3 separate regions of the Mus musculus genome follow, and regions 1 and 2 are each linked to region 3. Evidence: chromatin contacts called from public Hi-C and HiChIP or PLAC-seq data. All regions are on one chromosome and are shown on one strand. The core of a region is the stretch at or near the end of the contact, and the rest is flanking DNA. Distances in the headings are between cores, read along the strand shown.

What was found. A called contact is a pair of places that touch in the nucleus more often than the background predicts. HiChIP or PLAC-seq counts read pairs in DNA pulled down with a chosen protein or histone mark.
Region 1: a Hi-C map of myocytes shows a contact between it and region 3, with 4 times the contacts expected there. The contact joins the enhancer-like site here to the promoter of Arhgap28 in region 3. A contact is called at or near these places in 1 of 15 datasets of contacts at CTCF or cohesin (the NIH/3T3 cell line), 3 of 484 Hi-C or Micro-C datasets (the C2C12 cell line, granulocyte-monocyte progenitors and myocytes), 1 of 115 datasets of contacts at active chromatin or transcription factors (embryonic limb bud) and 1 of 9 other capture datasets (adipose tissue).
Region 2: a contact with region 3 is called in an H3K27ac HiChIP or PLAC-seq map of trophoblast stem cells, with 16 read pairs. The contact joins the enhancer-like site here to the promoter of Arhgap28 in region 3. A contact is called at or near these places in 1 of 15 datasets of contacts at CTCF or cohesin (the NIH/3T3 cell line), 15 of 484 Hi-C or Micro-C datasets (the 3T3-L1 cell line, the MC3T3-E1 cell line, MC3T3-E1-derived osteoblasts and 7 more), 8 of 115 datasets of contacts at active chromatin or transcription factors (cardiomyocytes, embryonic fibroblasts, embryonic limb bud and 3 more) and 1 of 9 other capture datasets (adipose tissue).

What each region holds. Positions count from the first base shown.
Region 1 is chr17:68,106,320-68,109,334 of GRCm38.p6, reverse strand. No RefSeq gene overlaps it. Among named protein-coding and RNA genes, the nearest start is that of Gm36312, 80 kb to the left of the region's middle. Within about 2 kb of position 1,309, at least 6 of the 459 cell types and tissues checked have an H3K27ac peak or open chromatin away from gene starts, as enhancers often do. A contact at or near this core is called in myocytes, where this site is marked.
Region 2 is chr17:67,933,546-67,936,510 of GRCm38.p6, reverse strand. The region is part of intron 1 of Arhgap28 (Rho GTPase activating protein 28); the gene reads left to right. Among named protein-coding and RNA genes, the nearest start is that of Arhgap28, 69 kb to the left of the region's middle. Within about 2 kb of position 1,275, at least 8 of the 459 cell types and tissues checked have an H3K27ac peak or open chromatin away from gene starts, as enhancers often do. A contact at or near this core is called in trophoblast stem cells, where this site is marked.
Region 3 is chr17:68,002,651-68,005,785 of GRCm38.p6, reverse strand. Arhgap28 (Rho GTPase activating protein 28) reads left to right here and starts at 1,678. Exons shown (of 18, transcript NM_172964.4): 1 at 1,678-1,891. The coding sequence starts at 1,776.

The sequences.
Region 1 (3,015 bases), core at 60-2,559, 100 kb before region 3:
TCTGCAATAGTGTCTGGGTTTGGTGGTTGTTAATGGGATGGATCCCCAGGTGGGGCAGGTTCGGACAGTCTCTGCTCCGAACTTTGTCTCTGTAAATTGTTAGTTTCTACATCACTGTTATAAACACTTGAAGGAAACAGTTTGTTTTGGCCCCTGGTTTTCATTTGCTCTGTGGTATGAGGGTGGTGGTAAGGCTTAACATCATGGCTTGTACCTCAGGATGGGAAATTTTTTTATGGTCCCTAGGAAGCAGAGAAAGGAGCAGGGATAATGTGCATCTTTTTACAGACACATTCCCACTCCTTCCCCCATGGGACCTTACCTCTTCTACTTCCCCTAAGTCCCATCAAATTACGAATGGATAGTAGAGCCATTCATTAATTAAGTCAGAGACCCTATGACCTGATCACTGCTCAGTGGTTGAGGCACATCTGCTGGAAATCAAACACTTGAGAGCACGTGTTTTCTTGAAAGGTGAAGGGTGTACATTTCATATCCAAAATGTAACAGGCAAGACACAATGTAACAGGTGACATACAATGTACCTCCTAGCATTTCTCCAGGGATTTGGAGTTTTCCTGTAGCTAATTCTGAGCCCCTGGTGTCAGGAAAGAAATATTTTTTTATCATTTCAACTCTGTTCGTCCCTTCAGGCTCAGCAAAGGGGTTTTCCATTTTTACTGCTCATCATGAAGACAGTGGCCATTGTCATGTAGGATAACTGCATTTGCTTCTTTGCTAATCTCTGTTGCTTTCTCTCATGAAGATTTTGTTACCTAAGTATCACCAGGGACCAGCCATATGTGTGATCTTTTGAGGCTTTTAAAAATATTTTTAAGATGTTTCAGTAATTGATTCTGAGGGATGTGTGGGAAAAGGGAAGTCACTCAAAATGTGAAGCTGTAACCAGAATTATTGTACCTGTGAGAAGAAGCAGTGTTGCTGGGGGGTGGTCACCAATAGAGGAATATAATTACTGCAGATTCCTACCCTCAGCCTCAAGTTGACCGAGGTGTCTCCATGTCTCTAATCTATACCCAGAGTCACCAAGACCACCAGTAGCAAGCAGTTCTCAACCCCGACCCCCTCCTCTGTGTGTGTGTGTGTGTGTGTGTGTGTGTGTGTGTGTGTGTGTGTGTGTGAGAGAGAGAGAGAGAGAGAGAGAGAGAGAGAGAAGGAATGAGATATACAAAAAGAAGGCTACTTAAATACCCAGCATTCCTGTGGGGCCCATGTCCTCCGCTGCCCAGCTCCCACCTGGCACTGACGCTTCCTGGCAGCCTTTTGCACAACAGCTGTTCTGCCACCTGACAGCTGAGGGCTTAACCAGACATTGCTTGTTCCTGCTGCATCCCCGAGGTAACAAGGACAGCTACGTGCAAGGGCCCAGCACTAAATCCAAACCCACTGAGAGTGGAAGTCACATTTGAGCAAGGGCCCAGTGGCAAAGCCAAACACAGAGTGGAAGCCATATTTGTGGGAAATTGAAAGTCTTCCCCCCAGTACTCCAGAACTCTGGCAGCACATCCTGACACCACAGGGCTTTGTCTTCATTGTTAGCTATGACTTGGGATACATGATTGTCTGTTGTCACCCCACCTGACACATTTTGAGAATCTTGTGGTATCATATCACATTTAACAACTGTTTTTTTTAACTTCTACCCCCTTACATTTATACATGTGGTAGGCCAGTGACATTCTTTGTCTACCAATGAAATACAACTGCAGTCAGGGCAAACATGAACTGTTTAGAATCAGAGAAGAACATAAATAAATACCGGAATACAAGTTCTATGGGTTTCATGGAGATTTCAGCAACAGTGGAAAAACTGTTCTCTGGCTGGGGTACTGAGTGGTTCAGGCATTTCTTAGAGTGGGATGCAGTCAAGAGTTTTAAGCTGGAGTCTAGGTATATTACCCAGGATTCTCCAGGGAAACAAAACCAATAAGAAATCTATTATAAGTTATTGGCTCAAACACATAGTGAGACTGTGATATCCCACAATTTTCCATAAGCCAGTGGGAAGCATAGACCCAGAAGTTCAAAGGCCTGATAGTCAGAAGGCAGGAGGTGGGTGGGGGATGTAGCCTAGATCAAAAAACCTGCAGTGTTAAAGGCTGATAACATTGCCTGTCCCAACTATGTTTGACCTTGGCCTCAGTGTGTCAGGTGGCACCCACTCACACTGGGAAGGAAGCTAGCTGCAGACTTTACTCTGCCTGGTTTAAACATCCACCTTAAAACAAAAATCCTTATAGATTCATAGATACAGAGACACCCAGAAATAATATTGAATCATATATGTGGACATCTTATGATCCAGTCAAGTTGGCACATAACCTTCCCATTGGGAGAACCCATGTTCCCACTCTAGCTTTGTGCCCTTGTGACAAAGAAAAGTAAATCATAGACCCCCCTCCCCCCCCCCAAAAAAAAAAACCTCTCAGCACACAAAGCCATGAAGACCAGGGAAGCTCCTGTAATCTTGGCAAAATTGCAAACCTAGTTGGAATTTAGTTTAGGTTAAGTGCTGGTCAATCTTCACTTCAATTTGATTCAATTTGGAATCAGCCCTGGGCACATATAAGAAGGTGTCTCCTACAAAGTTTAACCGAGGAAGGAAGAGTGAGCGACCGTATCTGAGGAGCCATCCCTCAGGCTGAAGTCCTTGAACAAATAAAAAGAAAACAAAAAGAAGCTGCCTGGTCGGATCACCAGCAGCCCCTGCTCAGCTTCCTGATGCGCTGAGCTAAGGTCAAGGTTCGACTGCCACAGCTGCGGGCGGGTACACTGTCCCTGCTATGACAGACTTACCTCAATCTCAAGCCACAGGAAATCTTTTCTCCTTTAGGTTGCTTCTAACCACACATTTTGTCACAGCAATAAGAATGTCACCAACACAGGCTATGGTTTATAAATAGAAAAAAAAAAAAACTAAATTCAACCAATCAGAAGCTGTCAGTTAACAAACCCCACCAGGAACCTCCCAATAAGATAGGGCAAGTGAGGCAA
Region 2 (2,965 bases), core at 26-2,525, 69 kb after region 3:
ACTTTCCCAGTCCTACTGTTAATGAAAATGAAAAATGATATTTTTTTCTTTGGGGTCCACACATGGTCTACACATGGGACACCGTTCACGGTTGAGAGTGGCAGAAGGGAGCACTCTCAACAGTGCTTGGCATGGGAACCCACCCTCTGGAATTCTTATATGGCTTATCTAGGATGTGAGTCAGGCAGATATCAAAATAAAAAAATTTTAAGAGTTTTGATATACATTCAGTGTGCTGGTGACTTGACTGTGTAACTGGTGGCTTCCTGCTTCCCTTGGTATCATATTTTATTTATATGAGTACTCTGCTGCTACCTTCAGACACACCAGAAGAGGGCATCAGATCTCATTACAGATAGTTGTGAGCCACCATGTGGTTGCTGGGAATTGAACTCAGGACCTCTGGAAGAGTAGCGAGTGCTCTTTAACCACTGAGCCATCTCTAACCAAGGTCCTAATGTATTTTCTCAGTGCTGAGAAATCTCACTCAGGCCTTGCAAGAGCTCTCTCACTGAACCACATTCTCAGGCCATAATTGCTAATTAAGAAAACTCATCACGATTCTGAACGACTTCTGTCTTTTGAGTAGGTAGGCGTTTGTTTCTTAGTGTGAAGCCCATCATCTCTAATGACAGTCACCCAAGGGCACTCAGCGTCACTCTCATTCCTTCTGAGCTGGCTTGAGGAGCTCTGCTATGTCCTGGAGTTCTGGTTCATTCTTAGTTTTGTCACTCAGAAACTGCTGGGGGTGGGGTGCCTTCAGTTCTTTCTGGCTTTGGGGCAGAAATGAAGTTTGGGTGCTGTCTAGCATTCTTGTGACTTTGCTAACATTCTTGTGACATTTCTAGCATTTCATGTCTTTGTTAGGGTTCTTGTGGCTTTCAGTGGGAAAACATGATGGTGCATCTCCCAGCATTTCTGAGGATCTACAGTTTGCAACTTTTTGTGACAGTTCAGGATACAAAGACAACTAAGACCACAGTGGTTTTATTCTTAAGGTTTTATTTCATGTGTATGTATGAGTACCTTCATGTGTTAATGTCCACTTTGTATGTCCTGGTGTCTAGGGACAGCAGCAGATGATGTCAGATCTTTGAACTGGAGTTACAGGCGGTTCCCAGCCTCCATGTGGGTGCTGGAAAAGGAACCTGGATTCTCTGGAAGAGCGGGTAGTGCTCTAACCACTGAGCCATCACTGCATCCCCTAGACACAGGCTTAGGCAGTTAGTGGATTTCCTGTGGGTGTTGTCCTCGACCAGGAGAGCCATGTGAAAATAATTCCACAACACTAACTAGGTCAGAAGAGACTGCCCAAGGGTAGTGAGTGACCTTTGAATTAGGTTCTCCAGGGCAGGTCTGTTACAAGAGACAGGACATTCCTGTAAAAAAAAAATGTGAAAAATGAGAGTTTAGACAAAAGTCAGGGGTATGTGTGCTAGCAAGGGCCTGTGCAGGGCAGGGAGCCTGACAAGGCTGAGACACAGATTGTGAGAGGCCTCAGCCCTTCTCCCTGCACAGTGCCTGGATTGCCTCAGTCTGGGCGCTGTAAGGTGCTGGCCTGTGCCTCCACGAATAACTCCACACTTTGGAGTTTTGTCTCAGGACAGCATGGTGGGTAGTGAAGGCAACAGGTACTGGCAACGGAGGGTGGAGTGGGAACCACAGACAGGACTGAAAGGAGGCTCAGGCCTGGTGTTCTGACTCGAGATCCAGGACAGGAAGAGAAAGAATTTGAGCCTAGCCTGATTTGCATGCAGTGTCTTAATTTTAGTTTACTTTTTTTTTTCTCTTTTGTGTGTGTGTGTGTGTGTGTGTGTGTGTGTATGTTTTGATGAGTATGGGTGCATATACACCTGTGTGCCCACGCATGTGGAGGCTTAAAGTTGTCAGCCATCATCCTGATTTTTCCCACCTTATTCTTGGAGACAGAGTCTGTCATTCAAACTCAGATTCCATTGATGTGACTAGTCTAATTAGTCGGCTTCCTCTGGGGATTCTGTCTTTACCTTCCGTGATGGTTTGTATATGCTCAGCTCAGAGGCCCTGTTGGAGTGGGTGTGGCCTTGTTGGAGTAGGTGTGTCACTGTGGGTGTGGGCTTTAAGACCTTCTTCCTAGGTCCCTGGAAGCCAGTATTCTGCTAGCAGCCTTTAGATGAAGATGTAGAACTCTCAGCTTCTCCTGCACCATGCCTGCCTGGATGTTGCCATGCTCTGGCCTTGATGATAATGGACTAAATCTCTGAACCTGTAAGCCAGCCCCAATTAAATGCTGTCCTTATAAGACTTGCCTTGGTCATGGTATCTGTTCACAGCAGTAAAACCCTATGTAAGACAACTTCCAAGGCTGGAATTATAGGCAGCCATCTGCTCACCTGTCACTTGGTTCTGGGAATGTGAAGTCCAGTCTTTACCCTTGCGTGGCAAGTGCTTTATCCACCGAGTCAACTCCACAGTCCCCAACATTAACTTAACACTAGGAAAAGCATTTCTGTTTGTAATAATGATTCTTCTCTTAGCATAAGTTTAGTGACTTCAGAGTAATTTTTAAATGGAGGCACAATAAAAAGGCCAAGTTCTTCCCTAAAATCGTTATTTCTCAGTTTTGTAAATAACTTTCTTGTTAATGAATTTGTGTACAATTATTTAAAGCTATTTTCCCCATGCTAGATAGGTAAGTAAAATTAATGAGTTAAATCAAACTTGACGTCAAGATCGTAACCCTATTTACTACTACATTGTGGTTCAGGAAACGACGAAGCATATGTTTTAGAGCTTAGCAATCACGATGGACTATGAAGGATACTTTGGATGGACTTGGTAAACATTTCCTTTAGGAGAATCAAAGGTAATCGATTAGACGACAGTGACTCCAGGTTTCTAGTTCAGAAGACTCAGACCCAGTAAGTGGTACCACAAACCAAGGCAAAAAGAACATACCGAACCCAGCCTCTGCAGAGAAGGAGCT
Region 3 (3,135 bases), core at 429-2,928:
CATGGAGGGGTGCTGCTCTCTAGCTTGCTCACCACGGCTTCTTCAGCATGCCTTCTTTAGAACCTAGGGCCACCTTCCCAGTGCCAGCACCACTCACAATGGGCTACCCCCACTCCCCCAGTCCCTAGTTAAGAAAACACTCTACAGGCTTGCCTACAGCCTGATTCTTATGGAGGCATTTTCTTAATTGAGGCTCCTTCCCCGCAGATGACCTCAGCTTGTGTCAAGTTGATAAACACTATCCAGCACACCTTCCTCTCTGGAGTGTGTGCTATGTGAAACAGGAGGGGCTCTGGGATATGAGAGAGAGAGAGAGAGAGAGAGAGAGAGAGAGAGAGAGAGAGAGAGAGAGAGAGACCAGTTCTTCCAGCAGCTTCCAGTTGAGTAGAAAGCACCAACTTGCTGGAAAATGGTAATTTGATCATGAGTTAGTGGTGGGTTTTCCCCTCAGGCTTTCTACTCCTTGGTGTTTCATTCTGAGAAGTTTCCTGGTTCCATCTGGCCTTTGGGGGAGGGGGGAGGTAAAAAAAAAAAAGACCACGACCTATTAGGAGTCACTCAAGTGGATGCCAGACCAGAGCAAAGAAACACACAAGGCATGGTCTGGAGAGTCTACCTTCATCACAGAGCAGAATGAAATTATTCCTGTAACAAAGCAAGAGCCATTTCTGGAAAGTGGCCGGGGAGTAAGAGGTGGGGGAGGGGGCTTTGATTGATGATCTCTAAGCGGTTTCACAGGGAGAGAATTTTGAAAGCAGTTCCAACCAGAAACACAATCAGGAGAAAGACTATATTGCACTTTTGGGTATGTTATATACAGTGTGTGTGTGTGTGTGTGTGTGTGTGTGTGTGTGTGCATGTGTGTTTATAATCTTCTCCCTTAAAAAGCCCCCTGAAAATAGCATTCATGGAGCCCGTGGCAATAAGGAGTACTTTTCAGACAGTCTGGAAACAGTATCTGTCAGGGACCACAACTGAGTGGAGGAAAGGGATGTTAGGAATGAGGTAAGAGTCTGGCGTTGCAGTCTTGAGGGTATGGGAAGGAAGCTCAGGCTTGCACGTGCAGAGGGAATGGCTTGGGCAGAAGGGAAATCGAATTCGCTGTCACTTAGACTAGCAAACGTCAGTGCCATTCAGCTCTTCAATTTCCGATTCAGATGAGAGTGTTACATTTAAATGAGAGTGTCACATTTTTCTCCCTTTCTTCCCCAGAGCACCCATTCCAGACCTAGCCTTTCTCCCCTTGCCTAAGGCATGGTTTCTGTCTCACTTCTGACTGCCAGGCAGGAAATGTTCCTAGCCATGGGATAAGCCTCCCGTCTGAAGGGGCCGAGGAGGAGGTTGAGAAGAGGAAAGGAGAAACAAAGGAAGAAAAACACAAACTTTACTAGAGCTGCTGGCTGGAGCCGCAAGCTCCAGGCAGGTTTCCAGTTTCCTAGAAGCAGGGATCCGTGGGCGTGGCCCTCAGTGTTTGTTAATCGGCCCGGTGTACTCTGTGGGCGTGCCCTCGGTGTATTAAGCTAATCTGTCTGTTGTACTCTGTGGGCGTGGCTCTTAGTTATGCTAATCGGTGCGCCTTGTTTTGTGGGCGTGGCCCGCGTTGTATGCTAATCTGCCGCTGTACTCTGTGGGCGTGGCCCTTGGGCGGGCGGGGCCGTCCTAGTCGCAGAGCCTTGGGGCGCCGGACGCTCGGGGCCGCTGACCCGCTCCCGGAGCTAGTCCACGTTGGTCTCGGTCTTTGTTCTGGGTTAGCGCGGGGACATGCGCCGCTGAGGATGGAGGTGGAGGACTCGGGCGGCGTGGTGCTGACCGCCTACCACTCGCACGCGCGCTCGCAACCGCAGGGCGCTGAGCCACGCTGCGCGTCCCGGGCCAGCCATCCGCTCAGCAGGTACGGAGCGGCACCGCGGGCCGCGCGCGCGCGCGCCGGGCGGGGCGGGGAGGGGGCAGCGCTTAGGCAAGTTTTTATGGAGTTGATAACTGAGACTGCTCTTTGTATGATCCTGATTGGAGATGAGAAACAGCCTGGGCAAAAAGTCTGTGTGTGGCTGGCTGAGGCTAGCGGGGTACTTGTAGTCTTGACGCAACTTTATCAAGAGTTAGATAAACATACCATTTCTGTGGAAGACTCTCACCATGTACTGGAGAAATTTTAAAATATTACCAAGAACCCAAACACAAGTCGGTTGAAAAGAAAAAAAGTTCTCGCAGACACTCAGATTAACTATTTGAAGCTAAAGTTTTTCTCAAAAGGAAACCTTCACTGACATAACAATTTCACTTCTACTGTAAATACCCTCAATTGTTTAAATACAGTGATGTCATTATTTGATGAGTGCCGGTGCCGATTGTATGCAACCAACGCAATTCCTGTTTATTTCTTTGGGTGACCATGTGCATTTAGTAAGCCAGGGATCTGGAGAACATTGCTCTGGCATGCCCATCTGTTCCGCCAAAGACGGATGGTCAAAAATATTCCAAATGTGAGATGGTTTGCTGTCTGGCGTGTTTAGGGGAAGTTCCTTTGCTATTCTCTACGACTATATCAGTGGACGTTTTTACTTATTTATTTTGAAGCCTACGCTAATGCGTGTTTTGATATCATCTCCTAATGGCATCTTACATCACTGTTATTTTCAATTACTTGCTTTTCCTCACACTCTTAACTTTATGTGATTATAATTACTGCTGTTTCCCAATTTAATTGATTTGTGACTATGTCACATAATATGCTTTGGACGGTATCCATGAGATGAACCAATCGCACTGGCTTAGGAATTATACTGGTCTTCGCTAACAAAGAAATTATTGTTTCTTCCAGAGAGAGCAGGTTGAGTCAAATCTCATTTTAAAACAGACAGTGAGAGATGTACCAGTTTTCTCCGGCAGTCGGAGTCACGCACATCATTTTGACTCAGCTTGAAGATACAAACTCTTCTTTGTATTGAGTGTGTAATTCTTTTAGAAGAAAGTACCATCTTGACTAAATAGATGGGATTGGATGCAAGGCAGGGGCCAGTTTTCTACATTCTTAAGTGGCTTGGGTGTAGCTTAAACCCTAGCAGCTGTCCCTGTGGGCATCAGCCAGATAGCTGAAAGCAAATTGGAGGGAGATTTTGTTTTTTATTAGCTCAG